Linked DNA regions of Canis lupus: region 2 is linked to region 1. The links are chromatin contacts, called in public Hi-C maps. All regions are on one chromosome and are shown on one strand. The core of a region is the stretch at or near the end of the contact, and the rest is flanking DNA. Distances in the headings are between cores, read along the strand shown.

Region 1 (3,964 bases), core at 568-3,067:
GAGCTGTTGGTGTCCCTTGTCCCCCCCTTACATGCAAAACTGCAGGGGGGAGGGGTCACCTCTGGATCTCCCCGGAGCCTAGCATGGTGCTGGCACAGAGCAGGACCACCCAGTAGTTGCATAAAGAAAACCATGAGCCCTGAGTGGCACATGACCCCCATGAGTGGGGGTGGAGACCACACACAATACAGGCTTGGGGGGTGGGGCACCACAGTATCCTGACTCTCCAAAAGTAACATTACCCCCTGGGAGTCCAGCTCCCAGGCCAACCGTCTCAGATCGGAGCAGCGCTGCAAAAGAGCCTCTTCAACCTCAACCAGCAACCCCAAAGACCCACTGGTAGGACAACACGTTGAATATTCTACCCAATGGGGAAATGAAAGTTCGAGGACCCAAGGTCTGAAATGAACAAACAAGCCCTCAGAAACTGACTGAATTTACTACAACGCAACACTAAACCCAGGACCCTCGGTGAGGAGGCGAGCAGTAATGTTCCACGTGTGCAGTGGGTAGAAAAATGGGTTTTTGTTCACCTCCATTGAGTATTCGTAGTTGAAACAAACTTCGGGGGTTCTCTCTCCCTTGCAGCTTCAAAGAGATGTTGGTAAACGCGCTTTGCTCAGTTGCAGGTAATAGACGTGCCCAGAGGAATGACTGTATCTAATCCTCCTTCCGGGCCTTGTGGGACCCTGGCTGGTATCTTCCTTCTCTGAGCCTCTAATCCCAGAAATGCAGCTCCAAAGCACAGCCCCTTAATCCACAAGGCCTCCTTGTCCAAGAATCAGAGGATAATACTTCTGTGTTCAGAGTCCCCTTCTCTGCCATCCTCTCCCTCCTCAGATTTAGCTACCGAAAACATTCATCTTTCTTCACCATGTGCCTCCCCACCTCTTCCTCTAAATGCCCTCAAGGGCACTAGAGGCACTAGAGGCAGTAACACTTTCAAAGATGATGAGAAGGTCTCTTAAGGGTAGAGTCCTCTGTGTGCAAAGCTGTCATTAAGGACACAAAACAGCTCCCAGTCACAATGAGAAGGAATAATTTAACTTTCCTTTGTAGGAAGATGTCAATTTGAAGGGACACCGGTCAGAAATGAGCAAAAGAAAAGGAGCTGGGAGAGACATGCTGACATCGTGCACCCAGAGCCACCCAAGGAAAGGCCTCTCTGGCAGGCAGGCCAGACCCAGCACCTCTGGACCAAGTGCCACCCAAGGGAATGAGCATCGGGCCAGGAGGGACTTGAAGCAGCCTGGCATTCCCATCAGGTAGCAGATTCCTCCAGTTCTGATTCTAGTATCTTCTGCAGCCCGAGCATAATTTGTCTTCCTATGCAACTCCTACCCACAGTGACTTTGCCCCTGAGGCTGTCACAAGCTTCCAGGACGCCTGGCAGCTTCGTTACTAGAGTAAATTAAAAAGTTGGCAGCCCAGCTCATACACAGCATTTCTGATGAGGATAATCACGATAAGCTGGACCTCGGGGTCCACTAAAGGGACCAGATGAAGCCTCTGGGTCAGGAAGGCTGGAAGGTAAGCAGTGGGACCCTGGGAAAGCTGAAAGGGGGATGCCTTCACACCAGGATGCTGGAGGCCAGCCAGAAGCCTCTCCCTGGAGACACTGCAGGAAAGCCCAGAGGGAGGAAGAGCGGGGAGTTCTCTAAGACTAAACCCCAACACAAACGGCAGGCAGCAGTGCCCCAGCCCTCAGCCCTCAGTCCCCAGGCCCAGATGGGTGAGAGGAACCCAGCTAAAAAAGGAAGGAGCCACTGAAACAAAACAGAGCACCAAGGGCACCTGACAGCCCAGCGACCATTACAACCCAACACAAAGGCCCCCTTGGTAGGGAGGGAGACAAGGTGAGTGGGAGGGACACTGGCTCATCAGGCGGACGCCATATGGTCCCAGATAGGTGTCAGGACCACCTGCTCTCTGCAAGCTAAAAGCTTCTGGCTGAGGACAAAAGGGGAGGGAGTGAGAGAGGGCAAAGACTCTCAAAGGAAAGAGGAGAAGGGCAGACCCCATAGGGAAGTGTGGGGCACAGAATGGGGGAGACACAGGAGCACCCTCCATTCCAACCATCAGCTCCCGGCCCACACACATCCTACACCAGGTGCCCCGCCACGCCACTGCTGCGGTGCCACAGCAGGCTTTCACGAGGCCTTAGCTGGGGCCTGGCACCTTGCCCCACGTTCACATGGGGAGCCTTCACTACAAATCTGAGAGAAAGGTAGGGTAACAGTGACCAGCCTTTCCTCACAGGCTGTGGTGGAGAGGGATGTACTCATCGGATGGGCCACCTTATGGTCCTGGGCTCACTCCAGGACAAGGGCTGGCTGCTGTTACCACCGTCGGTTGCACCTTCCAGAGAGGAGACCCGCTGGTGGACTGAGTCACCCACCACACACACTCAGCAGCCCCAGTTCCCTGCTGCTCAGAGGGGAACCCACCCTGCCGGTGCGGCTCCTGGGGCTGGGCCATCTGATCCCCACCCCAGACGGCTGCCAGCTGGCGTCCCACCCGCCCCTGCGTGCCAGCTACTTTGGGTGGGTTTCTGTGCCCGCCAGTGACAAGGAACAACAGTCTATCATCTGGTTCAGACTGTAGGCAGCTTCCTGAGCAGTTGGTGGGCCTCCGTTATGATTTCTTAAAGCTGGCCTTGGAAGGGTGAGAAGGTGCCTGTGGGGAGGTCAGGGGGGCACTAGGGCCTTACTCACCCAGTGGTGCTGTGGGGCAGTGACGGCCACCTGGCACTGCACTGAGCTGCTCCCTGCACAAGGGGCCCCTCCTCCCCCTCCCACCATTCCCCCAGGACCTGCTTTAGCTCAAGAAAACAGTAACAAACCACAGGAGAGCACACTCAACCAAATGGAAGGAGTCAGGATCACTTATCTTCTCCCTGTACAGGCAGGTCTGAAGCAAGCTGCTCTCTGACCCCCACGTGCTTTGCTGCAAAGGGTGCTGGAGACTTTAGAGCTAAGTGTTCTCTAACTTTCTCCCTCAAAGGCAAAATTAAGGGTCACCATTTGTGGTCAGTTTGTACATGACCAAGTTCCCAAAAAATCACTAGTAAGGAAAAAAAAACAGGCTTCGGGGCTCCTTCTTGACTTGTCAGCTGCTCTGGCCCAACACACCCGCTCTGGTTAGGAACAACTCAAACACTCCGGTTCAGCAAGAAGAGAAGCCAAACCCTTATTCCCTTCCAGTCTCCCGCTCTGAGCCCCATGCCTCTTTGCTCCCTCATGCCTACAGAGAACTGGTTCTCCAGCCAAAGCACAGGAGTGGAGGGAAGGAGGAGTCAGGAAACACCCACCTGCAGGGCTGTAGGAGCCCACTCCGCTGACCGGAAAGAGGACTTCGGCATCACCGTGCAGCACCTGCAGAGGAGCCCAGCTGTGCATCTGGGAGAGGTGGGTGTTCCCATCCAGCGGCCTAAGGTGAGAGAATACAGCTGCGTGACAGACCGAAGAGCCTCTGAGGGCTCAGACCACCACAAGCATCGGTGGGCCTCCCTCAAGTTCCCTCTTGGGAACCAACCAGACCGTGACAGGGCTAAAGATAGGAGGCCCATGCAGTCCAGATCCAGACCTCATGCATCCATTCTTCCAACCAGTATTTACTGAGCACCTACTGTATTCCAGGCTCTGTGCTCACACAGATTTTGTGCTGGCCAAAGAGCCAGCCAACAGTGTTCATCTTGCCCTCGAGGAGCCTACAGTCTGGTAGGGCACCAGGACATGAATCCCACAATCCCACAAGAAGATGTAAGACAGCAGCTCAGATTTGCAGAGCTGGTCAGGAAGGCCATGGAAAGTTTCCCTGAAGAAGGGAGGTTAGAGGTGAGAGCCAAAGGCAAGAGCCACAGTAAACGGAGCAAAGAGGACAGAGGGGAGAATGCAGGAGAGGGAATGGCACGTGCAAAGTTCTGAAGCAAGAGGAAGCACGGAGTCCCAAGCTCTGAAATGAT
Region 2 (3,964 bases), core at 906-3,405, 81 kb after region 1:
ACCAAGCTGTATAAAGTTACTTAGCCACTGCAACAAGCCTTGATGACAGGTGATATGGCTTATCCCCGTTTGGCTGGGACTTCCAGAATGGTCAAGTAACTTACTCTACATCACACAGCTTTATGTGGCAGAGTCAGGATTTGAACTCAGGCCGGTGGGCTCCAGGGCCTACGCTTAAACCAGGCTTTACTATCTCCTGGGTGGAAACCAGCTCACCACCTCTTCGTTGCAGTTATCACTAATGTTCAAGGACCCAGAAATCCAATTAGGCCAAAAAATCATTTGCTTTGACAACATAAGCTGGACGGACTATCTTCCAGGAAGCCCCCTTCCCAGCTCCCTCATCAGGACCAACAATTTCACAAATCTTGCTCTTGAACACCAGCAAAACAGAAGGTGCGTGGCTTGTTTAAAAATCATCATCATCATCATCATCATCATCATCCTCGGGGGGATCCCTGGGTGGCCCAGCGGTTTAGCACCTGCTTTAGGCCCAGGGCGTGACCCTAGAGACCCGGGATGGAGTCCCGCATCGGGCTCCCTGCAGGAGCCTGCTTCTCCCTCTGCCTGTGTCTCTGCCTCTCTCTCTCTGTTTCTAATGAATAAATAAAATCTTAAAAAATAAAATCCATGGAGATAACTCAAAAGTTAAAACTTCAGAGAGACACAGCCCCTTCGCCCTGGCTCCCCCCCCCCCGCCCCCTCCAGACAGCCGGGGTGGAAGGCTAGGGCCAAGGGAGCCGGAGCTGGATGCGGGGACTCCCGAGGCCGGTCCACGTTACCGGGCCGGCGGGCGGCCTGAGGGGAGGCGGGTCCTCCCGAGCAAACCCAGATCCCGGGCCGGGCGGGCTGCGCGGCTTCCCGGAGCCGCTCTCCACGCTCAAACACCCAGGAATGACTTAGCACCAAAACACCAATAGATCGCTTCGGAGGACGGCTGGGAATCCACGGCCAAGTCTAGGGACTAAACTTCAGCAACACGGAGCACAAGCTGTCCACACCCACCTGCCTCCCGCTCCCGGCCTCCGCACCGTAACCACGCCCCTCCCCTGCGGGCGGGGTGGGGAGGGGGCGGCTGGGGGGGCGGGGAGGGGGGCTGCTGGGGGGCTGCTGGGGGGCGGGGAGGAGGGGCGCTGCTGCTGGGGGGCTGCTGGGGGGCTGCTGGGGGACTGCTGGGGGACTGCTGGGGGGCTGCTGGGGGGCGGGGAGGGGGCTGCTGGGGGGCGGGGAGGGGAGCTGCTGGGGGGGCTGGGGGGCTGCTGGAGGGCGGGGAGGGGGCTGCTGGGGGGCGGGGAGGGGGGCTGCTGGGGGGGGCTGGGGGGCTGCTGGGGGGCGGGGAGGGGGCTGCTGGGGGGCTGCTGGGGGACTGCTGGGGGGCTGCTGGAGGGCGGGGAGGGGGGGCGCTGCTGGGAAAGTGCCACCGGGGAAGGGGCCACCCGGATGGGTTCAGTAGGGGACAAGGACGGCAGGGGTGCAGGGCAGGGCGGAGAGACCTCAAAGAACTGCAAAGGAGCGGGAGTATGGAGAGAAAAAGAAAAAAAAAAAAAAAAAAGGCGAAAAGGTAAGGAGCCCGGACCAGAGAGGGACAGCCGGGGGCTGACCAGCAAAGCGGCGGGGGACAGGGCGCGAGGGGACGGGAGGGGCGAGGAAGACAAAGGGGCTGGAGAAGTCGGTCCTCCGGGGGCGGGGGCCCGGGGCCCCGGGGGGCGCAAACGAAGAGTCCGGGGCCGGCACCCTGCCCCGGGGGCACCGGGGCGAAGGCAGGGGGGCCCGGGGAACGGGAATGGCTGGCGGGCAGGGGCCCCGGGGCTGGGCTGGGCTGGGCTGGGCTGGGCTGGGGGTCGGGGCAGCCCGAGGTCGGAGGGCGCGGGCCGGGGGGCTGCAGGGCCGGGGTCTGCGCACGGGCGCCCCGGCGCTGGCCGCGAGCGGCGGACCGCAGGCGGGGACCGGAGCCCGGGCTCGGGACGCCGGGGCAGCGCAGGTGCCCGGGGCGGGGGGTCTGCGAGCCGGCGGGACGCGGGGCTCGGCGCCGGAGCGTGCAGCTGCAGCGGCGGGAGCCGGGGCGGCCCGGCCGGGTGACAGCCGCCAAGCCGCCACTCACCGCTCATGGTGCCGCTCCCGGTGCCTGCGCCGCCGCCGCCGCCGCCGCCGCCGCCGACGCCGGGCTCCAGACAGGCCGGGAGACAGCGCGCCGCCCCGCCCGCCGGCCCCGCCCCGCCCCGGAAGTGGAGCGCCGCCGCCGCCGCGGGCCCGCCCCCGACCCGGAAGGTAAACACGGCCGGCCGGGGGGCGTCGGGGGAGCCCGCAGGTGGGAGACCCGCCGCGCTGCGACCGTCGCGGGGCGCGCCTGGACCGAGCCGCCGGGGAGGCCGCGCACCCGCCTCGAGGAGACCGAGCCCGCACTGTCCCGGGGAGCGGGAGGGGCTAGGAGGGAAGTGAAATCGGGTAACGGGCCAAGCCGTGGGAACCGGGCATCTCCGGGGGCGGGGCGGGGGGGGGCGCCTCAGGAGCCGACCTTTGAGCGGAGACCTGACCGATGGCTGCGAGGCGGCCGTGGAAGATGCACAGGACAGGTGTCCCAGGAAGGAGCAGCGGGTGCAAAGGTCCCGCCTCGAGGGGTTGGCTGGAGCCAGGGGGTGGGTGAGAGACAGGTCGGAGAGCTGGATGGAGGGCCTTGTGGGTCTCGGATTTTTCCGCTTTAAGTAGGTAAGGGAATGGGGAGCCGTTGGAAGAATGTAAGCAGAGGAGTGACGCGATCTGAATTCGTTTTTAAGATTTTATTTATTTATTTATTTATTTATTTATTTATTCATGAGAGACACAGAGAGAGAGAGAGAGGCAGAGACACAGGCAGAGGGAGAAGCAGGCTCCATGCGGGGAGCCCGATATGGGACTCGATCCCAGGATCCCGGGATCACAACCTGAACCAAAGGCAGACACTCAACCGCTGAGCCACCCAAAAGAAAACAAAAAGAATGAATTGTAGTGGGGCAGGGTGGAGAAGGGGCACCTGGTTAGAAAGCCACTGCAGTCGGTTGCCCAACAAGAAATAGTATGCCTGGGGTACGGTGGCGTTGGAGATGAAGGTGGATGGATGCTGCTGGGCCAACATGTGTTCATAACATGAAGCTCAGGTTACTGCCCCGTTTTGAACATGGAGGAGAGGGGACCCAGATAGGTTAAAAGGGCATTTTTCCAACTGGTTTTGCCCAAAACCTGGAGTAAACAAATACATTTTACATTCCAACCCAGTGTACACATGCATACATTTAAGGAGATGTTTAACAAAATAATTACATGGGTAATGTATTTTCTTCTATTTTTCTTTCTTTTTTTATGCTAATGGAGACAGTTGAATGATCCACTAATAAATCCTGATCCACGTTGAATACACTGAATTGAGGACTAGGCCCTGCAGGTAAGTGGAGGCAGAATTCCAGCCAAGTTCTGTGTGACCTACAACTCCACGGTCTTCCTACTACACTGTCTCAACACAAAACCTCTGGCCACTGGCAGTTTATCTTTTGGATTCAGGAGAAGTCAAGAGCTCTTTGGAGAAGGCTGTCACGCAGCATTATTTATGACAGTGAAAGAGTGGAAAGTACCAAACCCCAACTGTGGAAGAATAACTAAGCAAATCATAGCCCACTTCATGAGGAATCTCTTGCAGTAGTTGAAAATGCGAATTATAAGATGGAAGTATGGGGAAAAGCTCACGATAATGCATTAAGTAAAAAAAAAAAAAAAAAAAAAAAGTCCCATGCAAAGTGTTCTGTATGCCATGATTAACAATTGTGTCGAAATAGCACATGTAGCAGGTACTGAGAGAATGGAGAGATGAAAATTTTTGTGTGTTTGATTGGTGGGGTTGTCTTTGCCATTTTCAAAATTATACTTTACAGTTGTTAATTTGTAATCCTCAAGAATCTACGTGCCTATATCCACCCTCCAACTTCCCCACCCC

What was found. A called contact is a pair of places that touch in the nucleus more often than the background predicts.
Region 2: a Hi-C map of skin fibroblasts shows a contact between it and region 1, with 2.7 times the contacts expected there. The contact joins the promoter of SNX29 here to the enhancer-like site in region 1. A contact is called at or near these places in 3 of 9 Hi-C or Micro-C datasets (blood and skin fibroblasts).

Annotation. Positions count from the first base shown.
Region 1 is chr6:31,044,339-31,048,302 of UU_Cfam_GSD_1.0, forward strand. It overlaps SNX29 (sorting nexin-29), which reads right to left. Exons shown (of 21, transcript XM_038540328.1): 9 at 3,311-3,429. Among named protein-coding and RNA genes, the nearest start is that of SNX29, 81 kb to the right of the region's middle. Within about 2 kb of position 1,818, at least 3 of the 20 cell types and tissues checked have an H3K27ac peak or open chromatin away from gene starts, as enhancers often do.
Region 2 is chr6:31,125,470-31,129,433 of UU_Cfam_GSD_1.0, forward strand. It overlaps SNX29 (sorting nexin-29), which reads right to left and starts at 2,156. Exons shown (of 21, transcript XM_038540328.1): 1 at 2,102-2,156. The coding sequence starts at 2,108.